Linked DNA regions of Mus musculus: region 1 is linked to region 2. The links are chromatin contacts, called in public Hi-C maps. All regions are on one chromosome and are shown on one strand. The core of a region is the stretch at or near the end of the contact, and the rest is flanking DNA. Distances in the headings are between cores, read along the strand shown. Region 1 has its middle 28 kb from the start of Tenm4. Region 2 has its middle 140 kb from the start of Gm39049.

Evidence for each region. A called contact is a pair of places that touch in the nucleus more often than the background predicts.
Region 1: a contact with region 2 is called in a Hi-C map of myocytes, with 1.5 times the contacts expected there. The contact joins two enhancer-like sites. A contact is called at or near these places in 3 of 484 Hi-C or Micro-C datasets (the C2C12 cell line, myocytes and nephron progenitors) and 1 of 115 datasets of contacts at active chromatin or transcription factors (astrocytes).

The regions. Positions count from the first base shown.
Region 1 is chr7:96,140,981-96,145,845 of GRCm38.p6, forward strand. No RefSeq gene overlaps it. Among named protein-coding and RNA genes, the nearest start is that of Tenm4, 28 kb to the right of the region's middle. Within about 2 kb of position 2,366, at least 40 of the 459 cell types and tissues checked have an H3K27ac peak or open chromatin away from gene starts, as enhancers often do. A contact at or near this core is called in myocytes, where this site is marked.
Region 2 is chr7:95,910,918-95,916,347 of GRCm38.p6, forward strand. It overlaps the pseudogene Gm5037. Among named protein-coding and RNA genes, the nearest start is that of Gm39049, 140 kb to the left of the region's middle. Within about 2 kb of position 3,989, at least 18 of the 459 cell types and tissues checked have an H3K27ac peak or open chromatin away from gene starts, as enhancers often do. A contact at or near this core is called in myocytes, where this site is marked.

The sequences.
Region 1 (4,865 bases), core at 1,116-3,615, 230 kb after region 2:
CTCCTTGCACTCTTCCTCAAAGCTCAGTGTCCAGCTTACCTTCTCCAGCATCTTCTTTAAAAAATAGCTTCCATTCCCATTCCAGTCCCTCCCATCTCTCTTCATCTTCAAAAATACTAAAGGAGGACCCAGATGTAGCTGTCTCTTGTGAGACTATGCCGGGGCCTAGCAAACACAGAAGTGGATGCCCACAGTCAGCTAATGGATGGATCACAGGGCTCCCAATGGAGGAGCTAGAGAAAGTACCCAAGGAGCTAAAGGGATCTGCAACCCTATAGGTGGATCAACATTATGAACTAACCAGTACCCCGGAGCTCTTGACTCTAGCTGCATATGTATCAAAAGATGGCCTAGTCGGCCATCACTGGAAAGAGAGGCCCATTGGACACACAAACTTTATATGCCCCAGAACAGGGGAACGCCAGGGCCAAAAAGGGGGAGTGGGCGGGTAGGGGATTGGGGGTGGGTGGGTATGGGGGACTTTTGGTATAGCATTGGAAATGTAAATGAGCTAAATACCTAATAAAAAATGGAAAGAAAAAAAATACTAAAGGAGGTTCCACTTATTCATGTGTCTTCTCTTCTCCACCAGGATACAAGTTCTAGGAGAGCCTAACTTGCAGCATGGTTTGATCATTTCCTTAGCCTTTTGCTGGACCCAATACTATCTTCTTAATAAGCATTTGTTGAGAAAATGAATGAGGGAGGGAGAATGAATGAATGAATGAATGAGCCGTATGGTAACCAGTTATATTATTTATAAAGCATTAATTCCATGAAAGTGCAGACAGAGGAATGGCCCCTAGGAGGGGTACGTTTTGGACATTGAAGAAATGGGATCTTATTTTAGTCTTTCTCCGTTGCAGATCCAGGAGAGAGAGAGAGAGAGAGAGAGAGAGAGAGAGAGAGAGAGAGAGAGAGAGAGAGAGAGAGAGAGAGAGAGACGGTGCTCCAGGACCTGGGACTAATCTAGGCAGTTTTCCAGTTTGGGGAAGCAGATGATCTATGTTGGCAGCAGTGAATGCTTCCAGCAAGTTAAAGAAGCATTCTTCGTGTATATTTTACACATTGTGAGATGCTCTTTGACCTAAGGATTCTTTGTTCTATTTTGCAACAGCCAGGCTAGAGATTTACAAGTCCCCCAAAGCCCTGAGTTCAAACCTCATCTCAACTATTCCTTGGCCAGCATGGTTCTCTTTGTTGTCTCCATAGCAAAAGGGTTGTTGTGAGGGTCAAATGAAGCAAAGATTATAAGGTGTTTATCACAAGGCCGGGGACACGGGAAGTGCTCAAAGAATGGCTCTAGGCATCTATTTCAGAGCCAGAAGATCTCCATAGGAACCCCAGCTCTTCTCCTCCCTGGCTGGGTAAACCTCAAAAGCTGTTTAGTATCTCAGGCCTCAGTTTCTGCATCCACAAAATGGATGAGCACTGTGCCTACCTACCAGAAGCATGGAAACTGCATGAGTTAAAATAGCCACAGCACACAGAAACCATCCTGACAGGCTATTTGTGTCACAATCACATCACATATGGTCAAGGCCACCTTTTCTGGGATTAAATTTCAGGTCAGGAAGCTTTCAGGTCAGAAATTAGCTTCTTGAGGACTCTGGCAAGTCTCACAACAAACACTAATTGAATCTCTCTCTGTGTTCCTGTCACTCTTATCTTCATATGGGATGTATGCTCCCCAGGAGTTGTCTTCTGAGAAGTTTTATCCTGAAGCTGATGTAAACAGATGCAGAGGCCCACAGTCAAACAATAGGCAGAGCACAGAGTCTTGTGGAAGAGCAGGGAATCGGACTGAAGGAACTGGAGGGGTCGAGGACACCACAAGAAGACCTACAGAGTCAACTAACCTGGGTCTATGGGGCCCTCAGTGACTGAACCACCAACCAAAGAGCATACAGGGTCTGGATAACTAAGGCAAAGGAGGGGAGGGATTCTTATCCACACTTTACTCTGCATTCTCCAAAAAGAAGCAACAAAGAGGCGGGAGTTTGTGGGGAACACAACTTTAAGGAACTCACTCACACTTCCAAAGTCCAGATTCTTCAGCCATTAATATGCAGGGCACAGGAGCTGAGGAACCCTGGTGCAATGACGTGCCTTTGAGTTGAGGACTTAGTTCAACAGTCTAGGCCCTGGTGACTGTCACCCTCTCAGCTGACTCTTGGTTCCCTAGAGAGAGGGCTATACCCATCAGCCAAGCCTAGAAGCCTTGTCTTAGAGAGAGAGAGAGAGAGAGAGAGAGAGAGAGAGAGAGAGAGAGCAACAACAAATAACTAGAGTTGAAAGTCACAGGCAGGGCCCTTGGAGCCCGGCCCTCAGTGGGCAGGCAGCCTTCCAGCTTGGCATTCTCTTCTGGCACCTCTGTGTCCAGGCACTAAAAATAACACACCCAATCTCTCTGCAGCCAACTGAGCTCCCCAGCAAGGACTTGTGCCCTTTATGGCCAGTGAACATCTGCTGCCTCCTGACTGCTGTCAACAATCAAAACAGTGTCTTATCTCAGTGGGGGCTATTACCTAGCCCAAAAGGATGCCCCTGAGGCAGCCTCTAGCTAAGTGGTCTCCCATTCAGCTGTGTGAGTGGCCAGGACCCTGCCTGCAGGAGGTTGGCCATGCAAGAGTAGAGAAACCAGGTCACAAAGAGGGATGTAACTGGAGCCAAGAGGGAGAGAATGAAGAAGGGCATAAAGTGCCTCCTTTCAAACCTAGAGCTGTCTTGAGCCAAAAGGGTGGCATGCAGAGGTGTGGGAATACTAATGAGCACAGATGTAACAGCATCCTCTTGTTGGTAGCCATATCTTCCAGACACACAAATTGAACACTGAACGCAGGCCAGGATGGTGGGCAGGGCTGGGACCTATAGGCCTCAAAGGAAAAGGTATGAGCAGTTAACTTCCCATCACTTTGAGAAAATACCTAGGATAATCCAATTAAATGGAGGAAAAGTTTATATTTTGCCTCAAGGATGCAGAAGTTTTAGTCCATGCTCACTTGACCAATTGACTTTGGAACTGAGAGCAAGCTCTACATCATGGTAGGAAGCATGTGGCACAAGAAACCACTCATCCCATGCAGCCAGGGAGGAAAGAGAAACAGAAGGGCTGGCCTCCCAGTATATCCTACAAGGGTACACTCCACCTGACCTGCCTCTTGACTCTGGTCCTTGCCACCTAAAATTTCCATTACTTTCACAACCTCCTAGTAGCAACAACAGTTGGGGACAAAGTCTTCAATGCAGAGGACTTTAACAGTGCACTCTTCCCTAATTCGTGATTCTTGCTGCTCAGTGCCAGGTGTGGACTTTTCACTCCTTCATCTTGTACTTCAGGCTTCCCAGTACATCTGATTTCTCCACTTTGCTCAGGCTGGGGTAGCTCTGTCCCACTCCGGTGTCAAAGGATGTCAGAACAAGCAAAGCTAACTGCTTGGAGACTATGCCAGGCATTGTGCAGTGTGTTTTCTATGCATTCAGTACTTCTCCCATTGCTACTGATGAAGTAAGGTGCAGACCAGCTACGCTGTTGTCTATGGCCACCTAGGAAATAACCAAGCTAGGCTTAGGCTTGGTTTTCCGGACTTGAAGGCTCTTGTTCTTGACAATTCGAATTCAAAGGCCACCTGAAGTTCATTAATCTTTGAGGGATTTTATAAAAATGGACCCCATCTGGATACCCCTTATCTATACCTGAGTCCTGTTCAGATTCTGTGAGGCCTCAGAAACTAAAATGATTCACCGTATTCAGCTTGTTCTGCCCCATCTGAACTTTAGGTTCCTACAGCTGACCAAGGAAAACCAGAGGTAGCTTTCCATCATCTTGTGTCCATGTTCTTGGTCCACTCCCAACTCATGTCTGCTAGTCAACCCAAGGTGGAAAGATCCCAGGTAGAAACATGTCTTTGAACTTTGATCTTCCCCAAAGTATGTCAGTGCTTTTGTAGCAGGCTGGTAGAGAACAGGCCTTCAGTATAACAAAGCAGTCTACAAAAAGAAACTAAAGAGGATTCCCCCAATCTTTGGGACCCTGACATATCTGACTCATAGGATCTATCTTTTGAATGTCCTTGTTCTACCAGGTCATACCCCTGACTCACTTTGTCCTTTACTTTTCCACTTGATATCACAACTTGGTGTCCTTTCAGCATAGTGGCCATCTTCCTCTGATCGCAGATCTTCAGATAGTCTTTTGTCCTTTGATAGATTGCCATCAATGGGTTAAACCACCTTCAATCCTCTTCCAAAGATGAAGAGTCAATCTGTCCCTCCCAGAAGTCATCAATGACAGTATTCAGGAGCCAAGGCTGGAGTTAGATGGCTCCCTCCAACACTATCTGCCAGATCCCAGACTCCCCATCTGGAAACGTAGAAGACTAGGTAGCTTGTCTCCCTTACACACAGAAGAAATTAAATACAACGACACAATGATAGTAGGCAGTTATAGTACCCAACTGGAAGTAAGCCTGCAAAGCCTACAATGGTGAAAGTTATGGACATAATCTTCTCCCAACTTGAAGATTTTCATTTAAAATAGGGCCTCACTAAACAGTCCATACTGTCCTTGAACTCAAGATCCTCCTTCCTCCAGCTCCCAAGTACTGAGATGATAGGTGTGCACTATCACATCTACCTCCAACCTTATACATTTCTGAGGCACTGTTTTTGTGCTTTGCTGTATCAACAGACCCATGGGGGGACCCAAAATACAGTAGACACTAGAGGAATGTGTTGAGAACAAGTACAAGAATAAAAGGGTGGATGAACAAAATAGATAAATAATAAGAGTATCCTAGACACCAGAAGGACATCGTGAATCATCCTTCATGCTTATTGGTCTGATTTCAATTTCTAGCTAATCA
Region 2 (5,430 bases), core at 2,739-5,238:
TTCTTCTTCTTCTTCTTTTTGCATGTCCACACATGGTCCTATTTATTATTTCTCTAGCACCGACTTACACCACTCAAAAATTTCCACCAAACTAAAAAAAAAAAAAAAAAAATGTGAAGAAGGAAATATCTTAAATAGTCACTTAGCCTGTTTACACTGTTCCATTGTTTTGTCTATGATGTAATGTGTTCAGTTCACCCTGCATAGCCTCTGCTGGGCATTTGCATAAGAGTTGCCACTGATAAATCTCTCAGCCCTTTGGCCCTTTGTAGTGTGGGGATGGAACTTTAGGGCCCTTCTGGATGCTAGACAAGTCTTCACACTGGCCTAGAGTCCCTGCTCTTAATTTTCCTTCAGTTAGAAACTAACCAAACCTGAGTTTAGAGTTGCTCCGTGTGGGTGTTCTGGAGCTGTGTTGCTTCCAGTACAAAGCACAGCCTGTCACACTTGAGGCAGGGCAATGGTGCTCTGGATTCAGCAGAGAGAGCAAGGGGCAGCTGCTAGCTCCCTAGGAATTTATCTGAAATTCTAACAGAGCAGTAGCAAGAACAATATCATTTCTTCCACCTACCCAGTGGGAACAAGGAGAGCTTTGTGGATGGCCTGATAGGTCCACTCCACTGGATGTCAGGTATCAGCTATATTCTACCCTCTCCCTGAGTAGATTGGAAATGAAGGGCCAGGGCTCTCTGTACCAGTACAGACATCTCTCTCATGGATAACCGAGACCTCAGCTCCATGACACTGTTTAGTTCTTTGGTTTATGGTAGAGATTTTTGTCTGTCCTCCTTGCCTGTAGCTATTTCTGCATTTATTTAACATGTGTGAATTTCTGTGCATGTTTATGTTTACATTGGTGCATGTACACATATGTGTAGGACAGGTCAACTGAAGCCAGGCAAGTTTCCTTCTTTGAAATAGTGTTTCTCAGAGACCCCAGGCTTACCGCTGAGGCTGCAAGACCCTCATCTTCACTCCCCGAGTGAAGAACATGCCTGGGCTTTAAACGTGGACGCCTAGGATCAAACTTGAGTCTTCATGCTTGTGTGGACTAAGTGATCTCTCCAGCTCAATTTTTCTTTGTATTTTCCTTAGGCAGGGTTTCTCTGTGGAATTGGCCTGGCTCTCCTGGAATATGATTTATAGACCAGGCTGGCCTCAAACTCACAGAGATATCCGCATACCTCTGCCACCTGATTGCTGGGATTAAAGGCATGCCCCACCATGCCCAGCTCAATTTTCAAAAATGTCAGATATCTCAGGTCCATGTCGTAGCTGCTGACTGTGTAAATGACCCCCACTATGAAGGCACGGCGGTAATAGCACCAGGTCCTGGGTACCGAGTGTAGGTGACAAAGCATGAAAGGGCATTTTAAGATGGTTTCTTTTGACTCTTCGCTGCTCAGGACTCAGAAGTGTACACACTTGGAGTCTTGGGGACATTTAGAAGTTACTTCTTAGAGTATCTTTTCAGAGACAATGGAAGAGTGGGAACGACTCATGTCTCCCTCTGAGCCTTTTTCCTTTTCAGGAGGTTATTAGCACACACACTGTAAGAAATTTTGAAGCTGTTATGTCATGGGCGCACTTGTGGTGTAAGACTTTGTTTTTTTTTTTGTTTTTTGTTTTTTGTTTTTTGTTTTTTTTCTTTCTTGAGACAGGGTTTCTCTGTGCCATCCTGGCTGTCCTGGAACTCACTCTGTAGACCAGGCTGGCCTCGAACTCAGAAATCCGCCTGCCTCTGCCTCCCAAGTGCTGGGATTAAAGGCGTGCGCTACCACGGCCCGGCATATAAGACTTTCTAAGAGACCAGAAGTCTCATGTTGGAATGTCTTGGAATCTGGCTGGCAGTCAAGTGCCTTTTCCAGAATAGGCCAATGAAGACAAGTCCAGTTTGGTGTTTAAAGCTTTAGTCAGCTCCCTGGCCAGCAGCTCATGCAGAGACACGCCGTCATGAGAGTACACCCAGTTCTTCCCGGTCCAGTCATAGCGCTTGGGGCCTCTGGAAGGAGAAGACAACCAGATTTGCTTGTTTGCGGTCTGCTTGTTGATCACGTAGGTCCCTAGATCCCACCCAGCTTAATGGTGAGCACGCCATCCCCAAAAGAGACATCGTAGTCCTCCAGGGTATAGGGCTTATCTGCAAGGTCTTCAAAGAACTCTGCCAGGGAGTCCAGGGTCTCTTCCGCCAGTCTTTCATATGCTGTCTCATCTAGAGAGCTTGGGTTGTCCAATGTCCCCAAGTTCCTCAAATGCACCACGCAGATGCTCTGCTTTTTGATGTTCAGAATCTGGAGGTAGTGGAGGTTCAAACGGGCATGGCGGGTGGCGCCGGCGTTGGCTGTGACATGTAGGCCTCGGCGGCCGCAGGTTAAAATCAGTTCACTCCAGCACGGGTTCCCGACCCAGGCAGAGGGCCCGGGACGCCGTCCGGGGCACCAAGCCCGCGGCTGCGCGACCTCTGAACGCCCTCTCTGTGTTTTCATGATGGTAGCACTGCTAGGTAGGACATTAGAGGGGTGTGCTAGAGGGTACACCCTATGCAGTGTTTCATGTTACAGACGTAAGCAGAATTGCCTTTCCCCGAGATATGTGCTTCTATTCTTGAGGCTTCAGTTGGTTGAGTGAGCCCGCTCACATGATCAAGGCTAGTGGCCTTGGCTGACCATCAATCTGTTCTAAATGTTGACTATATCTACAAAACCCCTCCTCTGGTTAGACCCATCCTGCAAGCTTCCACACAGTCAGTTGGCGTGTGGTCGCCAGGCCCTAAGAAAGAGCTATGTTCACTGTGACCTCTACAGACTTGGGTAAGCCAAACCCTGAGGCAGTGTTTATAAGCACAGTTTAGCCTCAGTTCCTTTCTTTCTCCCTTTTCACTGGCTGTGGTTGCCCTGAGCTCTGTCATTTATTTCTTTAAGTTTGGTTTTGTTTTCACATTTGGCCCACAGTTCGCACTTGTTAAGACGTAGAACCGTAGAGATATCTTAACCAGTGCCGAAAGCACAAACTTCATGTTGTAAGCAGCAAGTGAGTCCATGGATGCAGAAGCATAGAGCATTGCTGGCACATAGGAGGGACTCCATAAATGGCACATATTGTCACTATAGAAGAAATAGCTAGCAGAGTGGCTGTTCTGCTTCATGACTTAAACCCTAGATGGCCCAGTAAATTGTGGAAACAGCAGGAACTAGCAGGTCTAGCAGGAGCTCAAGGTCACAGACAAGGGCAGCACAGCCTCTTTCAGGAACTAAAGCCAGCAGTGGGAAACTGATGCAGCCACCCATTTGTAAAGATGAAACTTTGAGTAAAAAAAGATTGGAGCTCAGCACCCTAGACACTCCAGCCAGGTTGGGCTGAAGTCCCTCCAACCGTGGTGGCTTCCTGAGACAGGAATCTTAATTATTCCTTTAATGGGATAATCACAGAGTGCAGTCTGGTGCTCTGCATACAGCAGGTGCTGCTTACAGTAAATGAAAGTCCATGTAGCCAGGTGTGCTCATGTGTCTGCTGAAAGATGGCTTCAAGATACTTCTGCTGATAAAAATTTACTCTGGAGAGAGCTGAATCTGCAGTAGGTCCTTTGCCAATGACAACATCTGCAAAGGCCTCAAGGCAGGAAATAAGAGCTCTCCACAGAGTCCCCCACTCGGTCATGTCAGTTAGAGGACATACCTCCCCTCTCAGCTGGCCTAGGATGGGAAAGCTCCAAGACTGCAGGATGACTTGTGTGCCACCTCCATCCAGAGGTTTCAGCCACATCTTGAAGCAGTTTCTGATCATTTGGGGTTTGGCACTGCCAGCCCGTGGGCTTTTTGAAACCCTCATTTCCTTTCATGTGTCATCTGAACGCCCCCCAAAACCATCTTTAGCCTGTTGACTTTGCTTCTTCATTTTCACTGATGTCATCAAAACCTTCACTTGAAACATCACCAGCAACCAAAGCAGCTGTCAGCTCCTGGAGCGATGAGTCAGCCTGTCTGGGTTATGTTCCCACACTCTGCTCTGCCTCCTGGCTTTTATGGAATTGCCCAAGATCTCAACTGTAGAGGCCTGGACATAAAGCCAGTGGCAGCCACTATTTTTTTTCCAGAGGAATTCATTTTCTTTTAAAGTTTATGGTTATTATAAGAGAAAACTCAGATAAATATAGATAAATCTGAAAAAAAATCCCAGCAAGAGAGAGACATTCCTTTCAAGACATTTTCTTTGCCAAGTGAGAGTTATGGAAAAAAACACTATTGTGACTGCTCCTCTGTTTAATATGAATGAGTTCCACGGTATTTATACAGTTAGAATGCCTATAGTTATCCCCTCAGTCAGAAAAGTAATATGCATCCACTTATTGTTATGCCTCACACTGGAGCAAGCATGGTGCATGTGAGATGGAGTTGGGTAAGCTACTGTCCTCAGGAAGCCTAATACATAACAGTAGATTAGTGTGTGTCTTAGTTAGGGTTTTACTGCTGTGAACAGACACCATGGCCAAGGCAACTCTTGTTAGGTCAATGCTAAATTGGGGTTGGCTTACAAGTTCAAAGGCTCAGTCTAAAATCATCATGGCAAAAGCATGGCAGAGTCTAGAAAAGCATGGTATAGTAGGAGCTGAGAGCTCTACATCTTCATCTGAAGGCTGCTAGTAGAAGACTGACTTCCAGGCAGCTAGGATGAGGATCTTAAAGCCTACAACTCACATCTACTCTAACAAGGCCACACCTTCTAATAAATAGTACCACTCCCTGGGCTGGGCACATACAAATCACAAGGGTGGTCCTCTCCCTTCCTAATGCTATGACTCTTTAACACAGTTCCTCATGTTATGGTGACCCCCAACCATAATATTGTTTTCATTGCTACTCCATAACTGTGATTTTGCTACTGTTATGGGAATTATAATATAAACATCTGATTTGTAGGATATCTGATATGTCACCCCAAAGGGTTCATGGACCACAGGTTGAGAACTAATGCAGTAGAGACACTTAACTATATGAGTTACCGGCTTAGCAAAGGAAGCAAACATGGAGAAAGGCTGGCAGCAGACTGTCAGAGGGATGTGTGTTGGAGGAGATGACATCCGAGTGAAGGTCTGGCTTGGAAGAGGATATGAAGTGCAGGAACGTATCCAGGCACACGGATGCTGCACAGTTTGCTCAGTGCTTTCCAATGACCTCTTCAAGGTCAGTGAACATGTGGAGTTCAGTATCATTCATAGAAACAAAGATTTCCTGAAGGAACCAAGCTAAACAGCCAAGAAAAGGAAGAAATAAGAGAAGAGGTTGGCAAACTAATGGGGGAGATTAAGACGTAAGAAAATAGTGGACGGAGAAGGTGACAAAGGACAGAGGGTGATGTTACTTGTGTTCAGTAATTGTACTAATAAAGGAATGGGCAGGCAGTTAACCTCTAAGCTCTACCAGCAGAAGTTGC